Regions from separate parts of the Mus musculus genome. Here all the other regions are linked to region 1. Evidence: chromatin contacts called from public Hi-C and promoter capture Hi-C data. All regions are on one chromosome and are shown on one strand. Each heading gives the region's core, a stretch centred on a gene start, on an enhancer-like site or on the middle of the called end of the contact. The rest is flanking DNA. Distances are from core to core; before and after follow the strand shown.

The links. Promoter capture Hi-C pulls out the DNA fragments that hold promoters and counts their contacts. Hi-C and Micro-C count contacts between places; a contact is called where the count stands out from the background.
Region 2: a contact with region 1 is called in a promoter capture Hi-C map of the HPC-7 cell line. The contact joins the enhancer-like site here to the promoter of Brd7 in region 1. A contact is called at or near these places in 20 of 39 promoter capture datasets (the 3T3-L1 cell line, 3T3-L1-derived adipocytes, the C10 cell line and 13 more), 1 of 15 datasets of contacts at CTCF or cohesin (large pre-B cells), 20 of 484 Hi-C or Micro-C datasets (the 63-12 cell line, B cells, CD8 T cells and 14 more), 13 of 115 datasets of contacts at active chromatin or transcription factors (the 230-238 cell line, the SCID.adh cell line, bone marrow-derived dendritic cells and 8 more) and 3 of 9 other capture datasets (adipose tissue, embryonic stem cells and liver).
Region 3: a Hi-C map of B cells shows a contact between it and region 1, with 15 read pairs. The contact joins the enhancer-like site here to the promoter of Brd7 in region 1. A contact is called at or near these places in 6 of 39 promoter capture datasets (the C10 cell line, the HPC-7 cell line, cranial neural crest and 3 more), 1 of 484 Hi-C or Micro-C datasets (B cells) and 6 of 115 datasets of contacts at active chromatin or transcription factors (the 230-238 cell line, embryonic basal ganglia, embryonic forebrain and 3 more).

The regions. Positions count from the first base shown.
Region 1 is chr8:88,360,685-88,363,535 of GRCm38.p6, forward strand. It overlaps Brd7 (bromodomain containing 7), which reads right to left and starts at 1,488. Exons shown (of 17, transcript NM_012047.3): 1 at 1,222-1,488; 2 at 818-1,026. The coding sequence starts at 1,270.
Region 2 is chr8:88,731,342-88,734,192 of GRCm38.p6, forward strand. It overlaps Cyld (CYLD lysine 63 deubiquitinase), which reads left to right. Exons shown (of 17, transcript NM_173369.3): 9 at 334-475; 10 at 1,645-1,767. Among named protein-coding and RNA genes, the nearest start is that of Cyld, 36 kb to the left of the region's middle. Within about 2 kb of position 1,445, at least 1 of the 459 cell types and tissues checked has an H3K27ac peak or open chromatin away from gene starts, as enhancers often do. A contact at or near this core is called in the HPC-7 cell line, where this site is marked.
Region 3 is chr8:88,667,287-88,670,137 of GRCm38.p6, forward strand. The region is part of intron 4 of Nod2 (nucleotide-binding oligomerization domain containing 2); the gene reads left to right. Among named protein-coding and RNA genes, the nearest start is that of Nod2, 21 kb to the left of the region's middle. Within about 2 kb of position 1,440, at least 171 of the 459 cell types and tissues checked have an H3K27ac peak or open chromatin away from gene starts, as enhancers often do. A contact at or near this core is called in the 230-238 cell line, B cells, the HPC-7 cell line and 3 more, where this site is marked.

The sequences.
Region 1 (2,851 bases), core at 238-2,737:
TTCTGGGCAAAAAAGAATAAATTTAAAACATTCCTCCCCCCCCCCCCAATAATTTAAGACATTTTAAAGAGACAATCTCTAAGGCTTGGCCACTCATCAATGACTGTATAAAGCAAAGAAAAACTCTAAAACTAAGCCTCAGAAAGGATGACTTTCAAAAAGTACTAACGCATTTTAGTAAGCACTTGAGGGCAGGCAGCTAACATTTTGGAAGGGCAGAATTCTAGGGCAATTCCAGATATGGGTGGACTCACCTTTGAGAAGAAAGTTAACCCGCACTATTCAACCTACCTGGCAAATCAAGACATTAGCTACTTACTCTTTTCTAGTTAATGAAAACGGTTGCTTATTTTGTATTAAGCAGCACAGGTTGGCCGCAGTCTCCTGCGCGCTGAGATCACAGGCACGTGCCATCACGCCGCGCCAGCTCCATTTGTCATTAAAATAACTTATTTCAGGAGAACACTTGGGACACCTGTAGATCGCCTTCACTTCTGAAGAACAGCTACGTTTGACAAACCTCCCAGGCTTTCCGGTGAGTGACTTCTCACCCTTCCAAGACAATTATAAAAAAAACAGCCTTTGAAGGAGTCACGGAAGACCAGGACTCGGCTGCTTACAGGATGTGTGGGGACAGCACGGGTGCTCGAGAGGACACTTGGGACAAGACTTGCTGAGCGCCCAGGTGACCCAGGCTTCTGGTCTGTCTCACTCCTCCACAAAGCCAGACTTCCCAGACGTCTGGGTGTCGCACTGGAACAGGCTAAGGAGGCTGGGAACTGGAGCCCGGGGCCATAAGCAACAAAGCCCCCTTTACCTTGACTCTTCTCCGTTTTCTCCCCTTCTCTTCCCCCGGAGCCTGCTTCTCGCCTTTCTTCCTCTTTTTCCGTTTTCTGTCCTTGTGTTTGTCATGGTCGCTTCTGTCTTCGAAGAGGCTGGAGTCGTGCCCGGAGCTGCCCGTGGAGAGCTCGGTGACCTCGCTCCCCCCGACTTTGAGGACCAGCTTCAGGGGCTTCTCCACGTACTCTGAAACAAGAGCAGGACGCGGGGCTGAGCCGGGGCCGGCCGAGGGCGGGCGCCCCACCTCCCAGCGCCCCACGAACCCCCGCCGGGACCGGCAGGCCCGAGTCGAACGCCGCCCCGCCGGGGGCGATCTCCGCGGGTCGGGGCCTTGCGGGCAGGGGACGGCGCGGCTCCGCAGGCAGGCCAGCCGCTCCTCACCCTCGTAGAAGTGGCGGTCCGACTTGTGCTTCTTGTGCTTCTTGCCCATGTCCGACCGGGCCCCAGAGCCCGCCCCCCGCGCCAGGCCCAGGCCGTGCGGCGCCGCTTCCGGTCCGGGCCAGGCGAGCGGAGGGCGGGAGCGGGGCCCGCGAGAGCCCGCGCCGCGAGGCAGGGGGACGGCACGCGCCCGGCGGCGCGAGGTCCCTCACGAGAAAAAAAAAAAACCACGCGCGGGACGCGACCGAAGCGCGACACCAGTGGCGAGAGGGCGAGAGGCCGGCAAACCAGCGGGAAAGAGAGGCCGCCGAGCGGACGGGATGCGGTCTGCGGCGCGTGGCGGCCCCTGGCGGCCGGAGGCGGCGCTGCAGCCTGTGGTGGAGGGCGGGGCTGCGGCTGGGGGGCGGGCTCAGAGGCGGGGCCTGTCTTGACTTTCTTTTTCCATCCCCGACGCTCTTCCCTGCTTTCCTGAATCCTTTTAACTTTCCTTGGCTTTTGTTTCTTGTCTTTAGCAATATTATTGAACTCCATCTGTACAGGATCGGGCAGACCCAAGAATATGGGTCCTGCCAAGCCTAACGATCTCCGTTCGCTCTCCAGGTTCCACATGAAGGAGAGAATCGACTCCTGAAAGTTGTCCTCTAATGTTTACATTTATATATATTCTTGCACAAATAAATAAATGCATACAGAAAAAAACCAAAACAAAACAAAAACAAAGGCTTGTTCATGATAGAATAAAGCCTCCAAGATGTTAACTAAATGAAACGCACCAAGTGTGCAGCAGTGTTGTTCAAAAGTGAGACCGGAAGTGAAGGTGTGGTCTGGATTCAAAGGCTGGAAACAGTACTGCTTACTTTATTTCAGGTGACCAGGACGGTATAGGGGTGGATTCTTTTACTTTTATGCTTTTCTTTGTGGTTTAAAAAACAATTTATATGCTAAAGTAACTGGAAAGAAAAGGAAGCTAAGGGTCTAGAAATTAGCTAGAACTTGCCTCCGAAAAGGTGGTGGGGTTGCAGCTATTGGCTCCCCAGGGAGGCACAGGCTGCCTGCTGTTTTGTCTGCTTCTCACCCCCATCAGTGCCGTTCCTGTTCTCTTATCTCTGGATGCCCAGCCCTTCTGGGCAGTGGCTCACTGACAATTTTGTCTACTGGCACTTACCCAGATGGGCCACGTTAAGATCTGCTTGTGCTGGGTGTGATGGTGCATGCATGCATGGCTGTGCTGGCCTATCCCGGCCCTCAGGTTGAGGCAGGAGGACTGAATCCCAGACTAGCCAGGGCTACATAGTAACATGCTATCTAAAAATAGAGCTCACTGTTGCATGTGCAGAGATGTCTAGGGAAATAAAGTGCACGCTCTCTCTCTCTCTCTCTGTGTGTGTGTGTGTGAGACAACTTTACAAAATAGCAAGAGCAGGTAATATTCATATTCCCATTTTATAGAGGAGGAAATGGATGCCCAAAGAAATAAGATAGGGGTCAGATGTAGAATCAGTATTCAAATCCAGGCTTGAACTGGAGTCACAATCCTTTTCATTAGTTAGTACACACAGTGCAAAGTGTCTTTACTGCACTTTTAGCCTTCTAGTGGCCTATACATTTTATAAAAATCTCATTTTTTCCTCAA
Region 2 (2,851 bases), core at 195-2,694, 370 kb after region 1:
TGATGAAAAACATTTTTCTAAATGTTGAAGAGTAATTTTGAAATTTTTGATTTCTTTTCACACTTGAAAATGGAACATTTTGGACAAGTAACAAAGTATTTATTTGACAGGTGCTTAATTGACTTAATTTTCTAAGTTCTATCTGAAGGAAGCAATGTTGAAAGTGAATAATAGCATTTTTATAAGCCCAGATAACTAACAGTTAACTAAAGGTTGAAAAAATTTGCACAGGATGTCAAAATGTATTTTAAATGATGACATATTTACATGGAGTGCATATGAATATATACTATCATGGTTTAAAATAATTATTTTCATTTTTTATCTTTTCAGCATTTGGGGGCTATTTAAGTGAAGTAGTAGAAGAAAATACTCCACCTAAAATGGAAAAGGAAGGTTTAGAGATAATGATTGGAAAGAAGAAAGGCATCCAGGGCCATTACAATTCTTGTTACTTAGACTCAACTTTATTCTGGTAAGTACACATTTTCTGCAGTAACTGTAGATAGTGCCTTATTGGGACGTGTGTGTGTGTGTGTGTGTGTGTGTGTGTGTGTGTATCTGAAAGGAGGTGCCTTTGAGTAGAGAAACTGACTGGGAGTTAAGAAAGGTCATAAGATTTGGTCCTTGACAGTTAACAAATTTTATATCTTATTTATATAGATTTTAAAAGCTAGTTCGTGAACAGATGTGATGAAGGCATCTGCTTCCAATGTAGTAGACTGCACTTGAATGAACCAAGTAACTGGCAGTAAACTGTTGGCATTGTATGTGTATACTTTAGTATATCAATGTGATCATGGAAATTCTTTATATTAAAAATTATTTCCCATGGGATCACTGTTGCCATCCTTTGTGTCGACTTTCCTAAAGTGGAGTGAATAATACAGGGAACATTAAACTCTGAAGATTGAACCATGAATCTGTGGCCTTAAGGATTGTGCACTGCAGTTAAACTAAGAGGCTCTGCCAGCTCTGCTCTGTAAACTGTGCACAAGAGCGAGGTGGTTAGCAGGGATGGTAGGATTTCAAAAGCAGAGAACAGAATAAAGGCTGGGGGTCTTTTTGTTGGTGTAATACTTTTGATTAAACAAACCTTGTAGTATTGCTATAATATTCTTTAGATTTCCTGATAAAAATCTGTTTAAGCCAAATGTTATATTCTTTGATACCAGTAAGTTTCTGCTGCTAGTCACTCACAAGTTATTTTATAGAAGCACATGTCTCAGGAGAGCAAGATGTATTTGTCCTAACTAGTGGCCTCCAACTTTTTCCCCATGTTGTCTGTGTGTGAGAGAGAGGGGGAATGAGAGGAGGGGGAGGGAGAGAGGGAGGAAGTGAAGAAGGGGGGAGGGAAGAAGGAAGGACAGAGAGGGCGGGCTGATTTCCAGGCTCTTCTTGACTATGTAAGCAAGCTTTTTTCAAAACATTCTCTTGCATGTCTTTACCCTGTGTTTGTGGTCTGGAACTTCAGGGTCTGTGGGCACACTAATGGCTGAACACAGGCCTCTGCTGTCTTGACACATGAATTCTTATGCATTGCTCTCCTATGCATTGTTCCTCTTTCTCTTCTGACTCCTTTAAGAATTTTCTCAAATATCAATATATTTTTAGCATAAGGAAAATATTCTTTTTGTTTTGTAGCTTATTTGCTTTTAGTTCTGCCCTGGACACTGTGTTACTTAGACCCAAAGAGAAGAATGATATAGAGTATTACAGTGAGACTCAGGAGCTACTGAGGACAGAGATAGTCAATCCTCTGAGAATGTAAGTACAAGATGTGTTTGTCTTCAGTTTGCATTCTGTTTGCTATTTTCTTGTGTAGTAATTCTTGCTGTGTGCTCATATAGTAAAAAAAGATGAATAGAAATTTCATGAAGTATTGACTTTTTAAAACCTTTAGTCTTCTGCTTCTGTTTATTTCAGTGTATGTAATAACTATAGTCTATGAAATGATGTGAATCATTTGGTATCATGTATTACAAGTTAGTAATAACACTGTACTAAAAGCAGATGAGGTGTATTATAGTAATATGGTGTTTGTTTAAAAGAATATTTTTATGTCTTCCTCTACTTCTTTACTAAGGTGAGTTGTAAATGTGCAGAAGATGGGAAGACTTTGGTATGTGATGTTGGTGATGTGTGTTAACATCACAAGATGTTTAAGTGATGAAGAGTTAAGTCATACAATGATCATGAAACTAATAGGTCAGGAAGACAGAGAACAAACTACGCAATTTAAAGGCCAGTTATGATCAATTTGAATTTTGTTATATACTTTTCTTAACAATAAAAATAAAGATTAATTTAATATATTTAAAAATAACAAAGTATGTAAATTAAAGGAATATTCTAGATGTCCTACTGTGTCACATAACTAAGAAAGTAAAAGAATAAATTTCTCTATTTAGATACTTGTTTTCCCTAAATTCTGTAATCATTTTACCCTTTAAAATAAATATGTGCTTTGATTTTCACATTAATTATTTTGTCTTATGCAAATTTTAACCACTCAGATTTTTCTTTCACTATATAAATGGTACTACCAGCAGAGGTCAAATCAATAACAAGGTGTATTATTATAGCCTTCCTTCTTTTTAAAACACTGTAAGCCTTTCTGTAATAGGCTTAATATTCTTCGCATCATATTTGTTCAAGCAGTCCGGAATTGTAGTTAGCATACTTTGTCACTCACTCTATGCCAGGAGATTGTCAGATGGCCTGTGAGGTCAGGATGTGTCTTGCCGAACATGGTGGTATATCATACACCTGTAATCGCAGCACTTACTGGCTCAAGAGACTAAGGCAAGATCAGTTGAGCTCAGAAATTTGAGATATATTTCTGGTGTCT
Region 3 (2,851 bases), core at 190-2,689, 310 kb after region 1:
TGCACCATGTCTCTGGGAACAGAGCTGCATGGGACCTTAATTGGGAACTTGGAGCCCTGGGTGTTGAAGCTGCTCTCCTGGCTAGTGGGCCAAGCCTTTTTTTTTTCAAGACACAGTTTCTCTGTATAGCCCTGGCTGTCCTGGAACTCACTCTGTAGACCAGGCTGGCCTTGAACTCAGAAATTCGCCTGCCTCTGCCTCCCAAGTGCTGGGATTAAAGGCATGCGCCACCACGCCTGGCAGGGCCACTCCTTTTAAACCACAACCTCAGAAGACCATATATACTGGCCTGGATGACCCTCAGAGCAAGTCATCTCTGGATTTTTATTTTTAAGTGGGGCTTCAGCTAACTCACACTGATCTCAAACTTAAGATCTTTCTGCCTCCCCCCATTCGTACCAGAGTTACAGATACAGTATACCAAGCTCAGCACCCATCCATCCCTGGAATTTTTAAATGGTCCTTTTTTTTTAATGATTAAGAACGTTCATATGATTCTGTGACATGATGGGACCAGAGGTCTGGGAGGCTGTGGGCCTGTCTGTTTTCAGAAAAAGGGAGTCCTGGCCTGGTGTCATGAAAAGTCGCTTGTTGAATTGGAGGTTCCTGGGCTGCAGTAATTCCTGTTCAGTAGGCTTGGGTGGGAAGGGGGTGCCTGGGGGAATTGGGGAAGTTGGGGAGGGTTGGGAACCTGTGTGTTATTCAGACACCAGAAGTCTTGCTCTGTGAGAATCCTGCCCTGCAGAAATCAGCTTCTTTTAGTCCTGAGTGGTTACCATGTGTGGATGTATGTCCCTCAAGGGTCTGTGTGTTGGGAGGTGCAATGTTTAAGAAGGGCGGCACTATCTGTAGGTAATTGGAGGTGTGCACTTGTAAGGGATTATGGGAGCCCAGCTCATTCCTTTAGCGTTTATCCCCTGGCTGGAGATACACGCTGTTTACCCCTTTATCACGATGTGCTGCCTTGACGCAGGTTCCAAAGCAGGAAGGCCAGCAGATAGACTGACATCTCCAGACATGTGTGTCAAAATGGATCTTTTTGCTTTTTAAATTAATCACCTCAGGGATTATGTTAGTAAGAGAAAGCTGAATGCGGCGCTTAAAGCCCTTGACCGAGCTCTACTGTTCTTAACCTTTGTACAACTAAGAGGTTAGCATTTCGTGTGTGTGTGTGTGTGTGTGTGTGTGTGTGTTTGTGTGTGTGTGTGTGTGTGTGTGTGTGCGCGCGTGCGTGCTCTCGCGAGTGCATGTGCATAACACAGCCACATAGAGAGAGGAAAGAAAGCAGAAGGGAAGAAGGGGTCAGCTTTTCTCCCACAGTATGAGTCTGCATCTTCCCCACCCGAAGGGTTTCCATGCCAACTGAAACCCTGGTCTCTAAGAAACCCTACATGCAAAGCACTCCTCTGCAGGCTTCTTTAGACTCTGCTCTCTTTGCCTCTAGGGTGATGGTTTCAGCTTTCTGTTCCCCTCCCAGAGAGAATGCACAGACCCACGGGCGTGCAGAACTGAAACAAGAGCTTTGGGAGATGACTTCCCTCATTAGCTCTGACTCACCCTGCTCTCTTTCAGCTGTCCTATTTCAGCGTTGACATCCTGCTCAGACTTTCAGAATTGTCTGTGGAGCTCACTAATAGGGCAGAAGACCTGCAGCTTGAAAACCACTTCCCTGAGAGCCCTAGAAAAGCCCTCGGGGAGGCTGCACCGTGCTGTGCTTAAGGGCAGGTTGGCAGCCCAGCTGTCCTGGCTCAGCATTGTGCAACCCCAGCAAAGTCACCCCCTTTTGTTTGTGTCTCTCTTGAGGACACATCAGTAGGGCCTACTGTATGGACTTGGGGTGAAATTAATGATACTACTGTTGGGGGGGTACACAGAGCAGTGCCTGGCACAGAAAATGGACTGGTGATTTCAGGTGGCTTTTACCATGTACAGTGCATGGGTAGAGTTTGCTGAGGTGGGCATTTCTTTGTTGCAGGTGCAGGGACCTGGAGATAGCTAGTCTAACTGTTTGAATGAGAAACACCCCGCTCTACACACACACACACACACACACACACACACGCGCGCCAATAGGGGCAGGTATTTGAACACTTGGTCCCCAATTGGCAGTGATGTTTCAGGAGGTTTAGGAGGTACGGCATTGCTGGAGGTGGCTTTTGAGAGTTTAGAGTCTTGTCACATGGAGTTCACTGTCTTTGTGCTTACCGTTGGAGATGTAAGCTCTCATGCTGCTTACCTGCTGCCAATGCCTCCCTGCTAGTGTAGACTCTTACCCTTTTGGGACCATAAGGCAAAACAAAAATCTCGATTCTATTATGTTTTTGTTGCTGTTTGTTTGTTTTGCTTTTGGTTCATAGTGTTTTATCACAGCAATGGAAATCAAACTAGGACAGTTAGTGACTAGCTGATCAAGGTCAGCGCATCCTGCTGAGGGGGACCATTACCTGGGCTGGTAACCACCTATGCAAGGATTACTTACACGTGCCAGTGGAGGGCATCGTGTTTCTGACGTCACTGGGTACCTATCCCCAGGCTACCAGCTCCGGGTTGGGGCTTGAGAAGCTGTAGTTTAGGAAAGCTCTCAGATGACCTTGTGACCCAGGCTCCCTAGCGGAGCTGCAGGGCCTTGCCCATCTTCAGGGCTTTGGTGAGCCAAGGGCAGATCAGCAGTGCTCGTTAACTTAGGCCTGTTTCCAAGGTCTGGGATACTTGTGTCTAGCTAGCTAGTCTCCAGTCTGCTTTCTAGATGGTTCATCCTGTTCTGACTGCTTCTGCCACAGGCCAGCTCCTCTCCATCTTAACAGCCTTATATGGGGTGACTGTCGTGGTCATTATCCGTCTGCAAAGATGG